Regions from separate parts of the Mus musculus genome. Here region 2 is linked to region 1. Evidence: chromatin contacts called from public HiChIP or PLAC-seq data. All regions are on one chromosome and are shown on one strand. Each heading gives the region's core, a stretch centred on a gene start, on an enhancer-like site or on the middle of the called end of the contact. The rest is flanking DNA. Distances are from core to core; before and after follow the strand shown. Region 1 holds the start of Tcf7l1 (transcription factor 7 like 1 (T cell specific, HMG box)). Region 2 overlaps Dnah6 (dynein, axonemal, heavy chain 6).

Region 1 (3,911 bases), core at 930-3,429:
TTCCTCCTATACAATTATTTTAACAACAACAACAAAAAAAAACCTTCTGCAAAATACCATATAATAACACGAGGGAGGGTGTGTGCTGAGGTACTCTGACCAAAGGGTGGAGGAGGTCTGGGATAAGCTACAGGAGAGCAGCAACTACCAAACTCAGGCTCTAGACTCACTCTTAGCTCTGAGCTCAGTGGACTAGCCCTAAGCTATCACTGTCACTGCCATGCCTCTGTCACCTAGTTTTTGTTTTGTTTTCTGAGACAGGTTTCTCTGTGTAGCCCTGACTGTCCTGGATCTCACTCTGTAGACCAGGCTGGCCTTGAACTCAGGGATCCACTTGCCTCTGCCTCCTGAGTGCTGGGATGAAAGTCATGTGACACCACTGCCCAACCCCTAAAATGTTTTTAAATGAGACACCGAAAGCTATATGTACTAATCTTTGTCTTAATGGTGTTTCTTTAAACCCATTATTGGTCCACCTAAGTCGGGGCTCAACCTGCCCAGTTCCCTGCTGTGGGTTCTGTGGGAAGAAAGATGCAGATGGACTGTAGCTCTCTCCATCACCCCCTTCTTAAAGCTGTAACTTTGTCCAGCCTCATGTGTAAGTTGTGCTTGCTTGCTTGTTTGCTGGCTTGCTTGCTTTTAAAGACAGGGGCCTCTCTAAGCAGTTGTCTTGTACCTCATTGTGTAGACCAGGCTGGCCTCAGCCTCACAGAGATCCACCGGCCTCTGCTTCCTCTCTCAGGTTTTGGGATTAAAAGCACAGGTCACCATACCTGGCTTTCAGTTGTGTTTAAAACATTTAAAAAATATGCTCATACTGACGTTCTAGACTGATTTTAAAATTTATGTTGTCACCAATGTCCCCATGGAGGATGGCTCCAAGTGGCGTTACTTCCCCCATCCCCAGCTGACTGAGGATATATGAGTCTATCTAGTCCCGAGGATTGAACACAGGACCTCATGAATGCTAAATACACGCTCTACCATCTCCATCTTTTAAATGATACCTAACTTGTGAGGGAATGAGTGCACATGGCATGGTCCACACGTAGAAGCTAGAGGACGAGTGTCTGTTCTCTACTTCCACCATGTGGGTACCGGACAGGGAACTGAAGACATGGGGCTTGACGGTAAGTACCTGCTGAGCCATCTTGTTAGCGCCCAGATACTCTCTCAAGTCTGTTTTTTACCTATGAAGCTAGTTAGGTAATTTGCTTATGGTGCTTGTGGGCTATCACGGCAGCTTCCTAATCAGCTTTGGGAGTTCTGGGTGATAATTTCTTCTTAAAATCAATACAGTTAAAATCCCGTCTGAATCCAAGACAGTGAGTATTGAATTTCACACCTCTTCTCCAGCTTTAGAGAGAAAGCGTGATCTTCAAGGTTGCAGTAGTTCCTTACTAAGAGGAAGTGATCAAAAACACAGTTTGGGGACAGGAATGCGTTGGAATACCATAGGAAAGGGAATGTAAGACCGCTCAACTTGTTTCAAAGTGTCACAAAATCTGGCTGAGTAGAAGGGCTGATGGGATCCTGTACTCGGCAGGCTGAGTGGTTGTGCTCGGCGGATCTGCGAGTCCTCGGCTGTCCCGCAGGGGGCAGTGCTGCCTGCCAGTGCGGTGGGAGCGGAGTGGGAACCCGCGCGGAGTTCTGGGGCTTGTTTGCAAAGAAAGTTAGGGGATGTGAAGGAGTGCGGGCCAGACTCTTAGAGGGAGGGTGCGAGAAAGGACTTCCCAGGGTAGCCATGGAGTTCACTGGAGGGGATCTGGATAAGTTCGAGGGGTAGGGTGGTCGCACGAGGAGGGTAGTTGTAGGCCCCGGAAGGTGCAAGCGAGCAGGACGCGAGTGTGAATACGAGTGTGCGTGCGCGCGCTGCAGTTCGCCTGGTTCCGAGAGGCGCGGGTGTCAGCTTGCAGCCGGGGCTCCTCCCTCCGGCCCCCCTGCCCCGCCGGGCGGTCCCTCCCTCCTTCCCCATCGCCCCTCCCCGGCGGGCCAGGCGCTGGGACGCCCGGGCCGAGAAGGCAGCGGCGGTGGCGGCGGCTAGTTGGGAGTCCTAGGTTCCGTGCTGCGGGACGATTCGGAGCCGAGTGTCTCTTGCCCCGGCTGGGCGGTGCTGGGCCCGCTTCCCACAGAGCCACGCCCTGTCAAAACTTTGTCGCCGCAGCGGCCAAACGATCGGAGCCGGGCCAGCGAGAGGGAGGGAGGGGCGCCGGGCCGGGCCAGGCAGGGCGCGGGGCTCCGAGCGCAGCGGCCCCGGCCCGTGGCCCCACCATGCCCCAGCTCGGTGGTGGCCGCGGTGGCGGCGCCGGCGGGGGAGGCGGTGGCTCCGGAGCCGGGGCAACCAGTGGAGGGGACGACCTCGGAGCGAACGACGAGCTGATCCCCTTCCAGGACGAGGGGGGCGAAGAGCAAGAGCCGAGCAGCGACAGCGCTTCGGCGCAGAGGGATCTGGATGAGGTCAAGTCGTCCCTGGTCAACGAATCGGAGAATCAGAGCAGTAGCTCGGACTCCGAGGTAAAGGGATTCCTAGGGTCAGCCTCTGGGGGACCCGGGTCCCGCTCCCGCTCACCCGCCCTCGCCTTTGTGTCTCCTCCACAGGCGGAGAGGCGCCCGCAGCCCGCCCGGGACGCTTTCCAGAAGCCGCGCGACTATTTCGCCGAAGGTAAGTGCCTTCTCCGTCAGTCTCCACTCTCCAGCCATCAGCGATTGGCCGTACGGGTCTCCACGGTCCGGGTGGCGGAACCCCTGCTCTCCTCCCATCGCTGCAGCAGCCACTCTGGGGCTCACTCGAGGGGTGCTCGGGTTCCAGATTCCCGCCCCGAGCTCCAGATAGCTACTCTGTCTGGGGGACCCCTGACCTCACTCCACTTTGGTTTTGTCCGCAGTGAGAAGGCCCCAGGATGGCGCTTTTTTTAAGGGACCTGCGTATCCTGGGTACCCCTTCCTGATGATTCCAGACCTGAGCAGCCCGTACCTCTCCAACGGACCCCTGTCTCCTGGTGGAGCGCGCACCGTAAGTGTCAGTCCGGCCGTGCCGGGACCGGTGGGCGTCGGGCCCGGCGGGATGCGCCCCTGGGCTTTCCGTGGTGTGGGGGATGGGGCCTCCTGCCTGAGCTGATCCTGGGCCGAACTTGTTTGCAGAGTCAAACTCCCCTGTGGCGGCCTAGTATGAGACTGCTTTTGGCCAGTAACGGGATGAAAGTAAAGTTCTTTTAACTTCTCGCCTTTGGGAGATTGCGGCCTGGTGGGACCTCCCAGCCTCCCAAATTCCTTGCTCCTACCAAAGGAAAACTTGGATTTGTGCCTGCCTTTGGAGGTGGGGGGTGTGTGTTTGGGGGGGGGGTGTCTCGCTTTCCTTCCCGGAGATTGGTCAGCTTTCCCCTTGGCAAGGGAGAAAGTTGGGCAAGGGCCTGGAGGATCCTGACTTGAGATGTCCTCTGACCTGCGGGTTCCCTGGGCTGCTGTGAGCTGTACAAACTCCTTATTTTGTGTGAACTATTCACGACCCACCCCCAATCCTCACCCCCAGGGCCTCAATTTTTCTGCAGAACTCTGGGTTTTAAACTCCTCTGAGATGGTTTGGAGGGCGACCCAAGGCATTCTTACTTGGCTTTTTCCCCCTTTTGTTGCGGGCTTTTCTCATTTAAAGCGAGCGCTGCGACACTTTAAACCTGTTAATGGGAGCGCATTGTGTGCTGTGTGCCTGGCATTTAGAGCGGTGATTAAGCAAATTGACCCGGCCCCAGACAATGTGCAAATGAGGGCGGATTCCTTCACCCCTCTCCAGCTCGGAGCTCCCGCCTCTCTCCCCTGCGAAATGAGGGGTGCAGTTCGGGGTTGGCCTGGTCTTCGAGCCGCTACTCCACATCCAAGTTTCCTATGCTGATGCTGGGTTGGATGGTAAATCCTGG
Region 2 (3,911 bases), core at 738-3,237, 380 kb before region 1:
TTAGTACACAAGAGGGCTGGAGACATGGCAGGTGAAGTGCTCCATGCACAAGTGTAAGGGCGTGAGTCTGGATCTCCTGCTCCTGCATCTGTGTAAAAGCCAGATGGGGGTAGCAGCCTGCCTGTTACCCCATCAATTGGGAGTTGGAGACAGGGTATCCCTGAGGCAAGTTAGCTAGCTGGACTAGAAGAACTGGCAAGTTCTGGGTTCAATGCTTCAAAATATCAGACAGATAGCAATCAAGGAATGTCTGACATCAACCGTGGGTCTCTACATGCACATGAGCATGCAAACACATACACACACATTAGCATGTGTATTGCAAACACGTATGTATGCAAAAATAATAGTATCTGTGAGGCACAAAATATCCTCTTGTTTTGGGAAATTCTCAGCCACTCCCCCCCTCCCCGCAGTTTCTATGTTAAAATGTGTATGCGTTTCAAAATGTGGTTAATTAAAGCCCTCTAGCTTTTCTCAAGTAAAATTCAAGTGTCTTTAGCATCTGGATGAGTTTTGATTCCATGAGCTTTACCTAAATTGTCCTGTTATTACACACAAAAAAAGAGATGAGCCAGAAGATAAGATGAGTCCCAAAAGGTAGGTTCGAAATGCTAAGGGTGAAAAGAAAGAGGAGATCCAAGAGATGCCCATGCCTTAAACAGCATCAACAGAGAGCAACAAGGTAAATGAAAGGATGGTGCACTTGGTGGAGTGCACCTGTGCCTCACTTGGCGACACACCTGCACACTCCTGTCCTTAGGCAGGTCTGCTCCAGAGGCCAGAGCTTAGTAAAATAATCTGAAGAGTGATGTGCTCTGTGCCAGGCAATGAGACTTGTAAAACCTGAGTGAGGGAACAAAGCCCTTATGGAAGCACAGAAGGCCCTGGATAACTGAGCACAAACAACGATGCTGGGCACCACAGAGCTGCAGAGCCATGAGCACAAACCCAGAATGCTAGTTGCACAAAAGCTGACACGTAGGTCAGTGGAATAGTGCAAAGGAGCCAGAATTAAACCCACATAACCACAGCCACCTGGATTTTGGCAGAAACACCAAAAACATACATGGGGGCGGGGAGGGAAGCATCTTCAAAAAATGGTACTAAAAACACTGGGTATCTATATATTAAAAATGAAACAAGACCCCTATCTTTTACCCTGTACGAAATCAAGTTTTTAGAGATGGGTAAAAGACCTCAGTGTAAGGCCTAGAGCTGTCATGGGAAACACCTCAAGGTGTCAGCAGAGGCAAGGGCTTTCTGGAGAGGACTCTGCTAAAGAAGTAAAACCAAATGCTGACAAATGAGGCTGCATGAAATTAACACACTTCTGCACAGCAAAGGAAACGAAGTGAAGGAACAGCCTGTAGAATAGGAGAGACTGTACATTTGCAACTATATGTCTGACAGATTCACATCTAGAATTTATTGTGAACTCAAAGCACTAAATATACAAAAAATAAACAACTTAATGAGTGGGATAATGGAATGAAATGGGAGTTCTCAAATGAAGAAATACAAATGACCAATAGACGTAAGAAAAAAATACTCAACATCCCATTCATCAAGGAAGTGAATACTGCAAGTGCATTGCAATCCATCTCACCCTCTTCAGAATGATTGCTATTAATTATGATGCTGAGGCTGTGGGGGAAGGGAGCAGATATTCACTGCAGGTGCAAATGCAAATTAAGTGAACAGCTATGGAAACCAGCATGGGGGTTTCTCAAACACTAAGCCTGTGATGCATCTATGTCACTCCTGGGTACATATCTGAAGGACTCTAACTCAACACACCATAGAGATAGCTATACATCCATATGTAGTGCTGCACCACTCACAACAGTGAAGCTATAGAATCAGCCTAGATTCTCACCAACAGACACATGAGTAAAGAAAACGGGATGTGTATACACAATGGGGTTCTACGCAGCCATAAGGAAGAACAAAATTATGTCATATCCAGAAAAAAAGATGGAGATCATCACATGAAGTGAAGTAAGTCAAAACCACAAATACCATGGGTTTCCTCGAGTTTGTGGATTCCAGCTTCTATATAGATAGCATTTAAAAATCCGTGTATGTGACCAGAAGGGAGATGAAGAAAGATTATCAGGAAGGAAAAAGAGAGTACACTATAGGCAGTGTACCAGAGTAGAAATGCTCACGGAGCTTGAAAGAAATCACCATGAGTGTATGCCAGTTAAGAAAATAAGCAAAACCAGACTGGGAGATGATTGGAGATTGAGAGCTCATACTGCTCTTGCAGAGGACCCGAGTTTGGCTCCTAGTACCCAGATTGGGTGACTCACACCTGCCTGTAACTCCAGCCCCAGGAAATCTGACCTGTTTGGGCACCTGCACGCATGTGCACAAATCCACACGGAGATACACATAGTTAAAAACAAAACAAAATTTTAAAATTAGGAAAAAGAAAAAAAAGGTTAGGGATGGCTCAGCCAGGAAAGAGGCTGTTTGTTTGTTTGTTTGTTTGTTTGTTTTGCACAATCACAACGACTTGAGTTTTATCCTTAGATCTCATGATTTAAAGAATCCACATGTATAACACATGTTATAATCCATGTTATAATCCCAGAGCCAGTGGGGGCAAAGACACCTAGATCCCAGGACATTCTGGTCAGACAGTGTGGACTACTTGGTAAATTCCAGGCCAGTGAGAGGCTTTATATGAAAGCAATTAATCAGCTGGTTAGTTAGTTATAACCTGAAAAATAGTCTCCTCACTTGAACATGCTTGCATATGCACAAACATGAACATACACATAGGCACAGGCACACCAAAGAGGAAAGAGAAAAATCAAATTATGTCATATGTTGTGATGATTACCAATGATGAGCCAATCACAGAAGATCAAATAGTGTGTGAAATGCCTAAAGCACTCTCACCGACGTGGAAACTACCACCGTGATCACTATTGGCTGCGGAACTGAGGGTTGCTTGCTCAGAAAGTGTAATTTTTCATAAACATGGAATTGAAAAGCAGTGGAAGTCTGCTACTATGTTTTTAGCACAGCATAGTTAACAGTACTATATGCATAAAAATTTCCAGATCTCATGTTATGTGTTTTTACCATAATATTAGGGGGGATCTCTAAAGAAAAACAACGGGATGAGCAATGGCTCAGGGAGGACAAGTATGAGGACCTGAGTTCAGATTCCCCACACCCATGTGAAGCCACCGTAATCCCAGGATCCCTACAAGACAGGAGGCCAAGACAGGACAACCCCTGGGGGCTCCAGGGCAAGTAGCCTGGTGTGTGCCATGGCAATCAACAGATCCTTCTCAAACCAGATGGAAGGGAGGATCAGCACCGTACTCCGTCCTTTAATCTCTACACATGTCACAGTGTATGGCACATTCACTCAAATGCAAGCATGTGCTCATGCCTTCCTCATACCTATAGAGTGAACATGTACTGTACACACACACACACACACACACACACACACACAGAGCCTGAGATAGCAACAGCTTACTTTTTTCATATGTTGCATCTTATTCTCCCTTCATAGCTGCTTCTAACCTGAACTCCCTTCTGCAGCTGTCAATCATTTGAGAAAAGCCAAAGCATGGATGGCTTTGGTGGAATTAATGGGAGTCGAGGCTAACCACTCACTCCCCAACCCATCTGACTCTGGGCTTCTATTGCTGTGAAGAGACACCATGAGCACAGCAACTCTTATAAAGGAAAGCATTTCATTGGAGCTGGTTTACAGTTCAGAGGTTTAGTCCATTATCATCATGGCAGGAAGCATGGTGGCACTCAGGCAAACATGGTGCTGAAGAAGGAGCTGATAGTTCTACATTGGATCAGCAGAGCAGGCAGGAAAGAGAGAGAGAGAGAGAGAGAGAGAGAGAGAGAGAGAGAGAGAGAGAGAGAGAGGA

Evidence for each region. HiChIP or PLAC-seq counts read pairs in DNA pulled down with a chosen protein or histone mark.
Region 2: an H3K4me3 HiChIP or PLAC-seq map of bone marrow-derived macrophages shows a contact between it and region 1, with 2.9 times the contacts expected there. The contact joins the enhancer-like site here to the promoter of Tcf7l1 in region 1. A contact is called at or near these places in 10 of 39 promoter capture datasets (the 3T3-L1 cell line, 3T3-L1-derived adipocytes, the C10 cell line and 6 more), 3 of 484 Hi-C or Micro-C datasets (bone marrow-derived macrophages and cortical neurons), 3 of 115 datasets of contacts at active chromatin or transcription factors (bone marrow-derived macrophages, embryonic forebrain and forebrain) and 1 of 9 other capture datasets (liver).

Annotation. Positions count from the first base shown.
Region 1 is chr6:72,787,313-72,791,223 of GRCm38.p6, reverse strand. It overlaps Tcf7l1 (transcription factor 7 like 1 (T cell specific, HMG box)), which reads left to right and starts at 2,179. Exons shown (of 12, transcript NM_009332.3): 1 at 2,179-2,514; 2 at 2,599-2,662; 3 at 2,886-3,013. The coding sequence starts at 2,272.
Region 2 is chr6:73,164,782-73,168,692 of GRCm38.p6, reverse strand. The region is part of intron 16 of Dnah6 (dynein, axonemal, heavy chain 6); the gene reads left to right. Among named protein-coding and RNA genes, the nearest start is that of Gm24533, 25 kb to the right of the region's middle. Within about 2 kb of position 1,987, at least 5 of the 459 cell types and tissues checked have an H3K27ac peak or open chromatin away from gene starts, as enhancers often do. A contact at or near this core is called in bone marrow-derived macrophages, where this site is marked.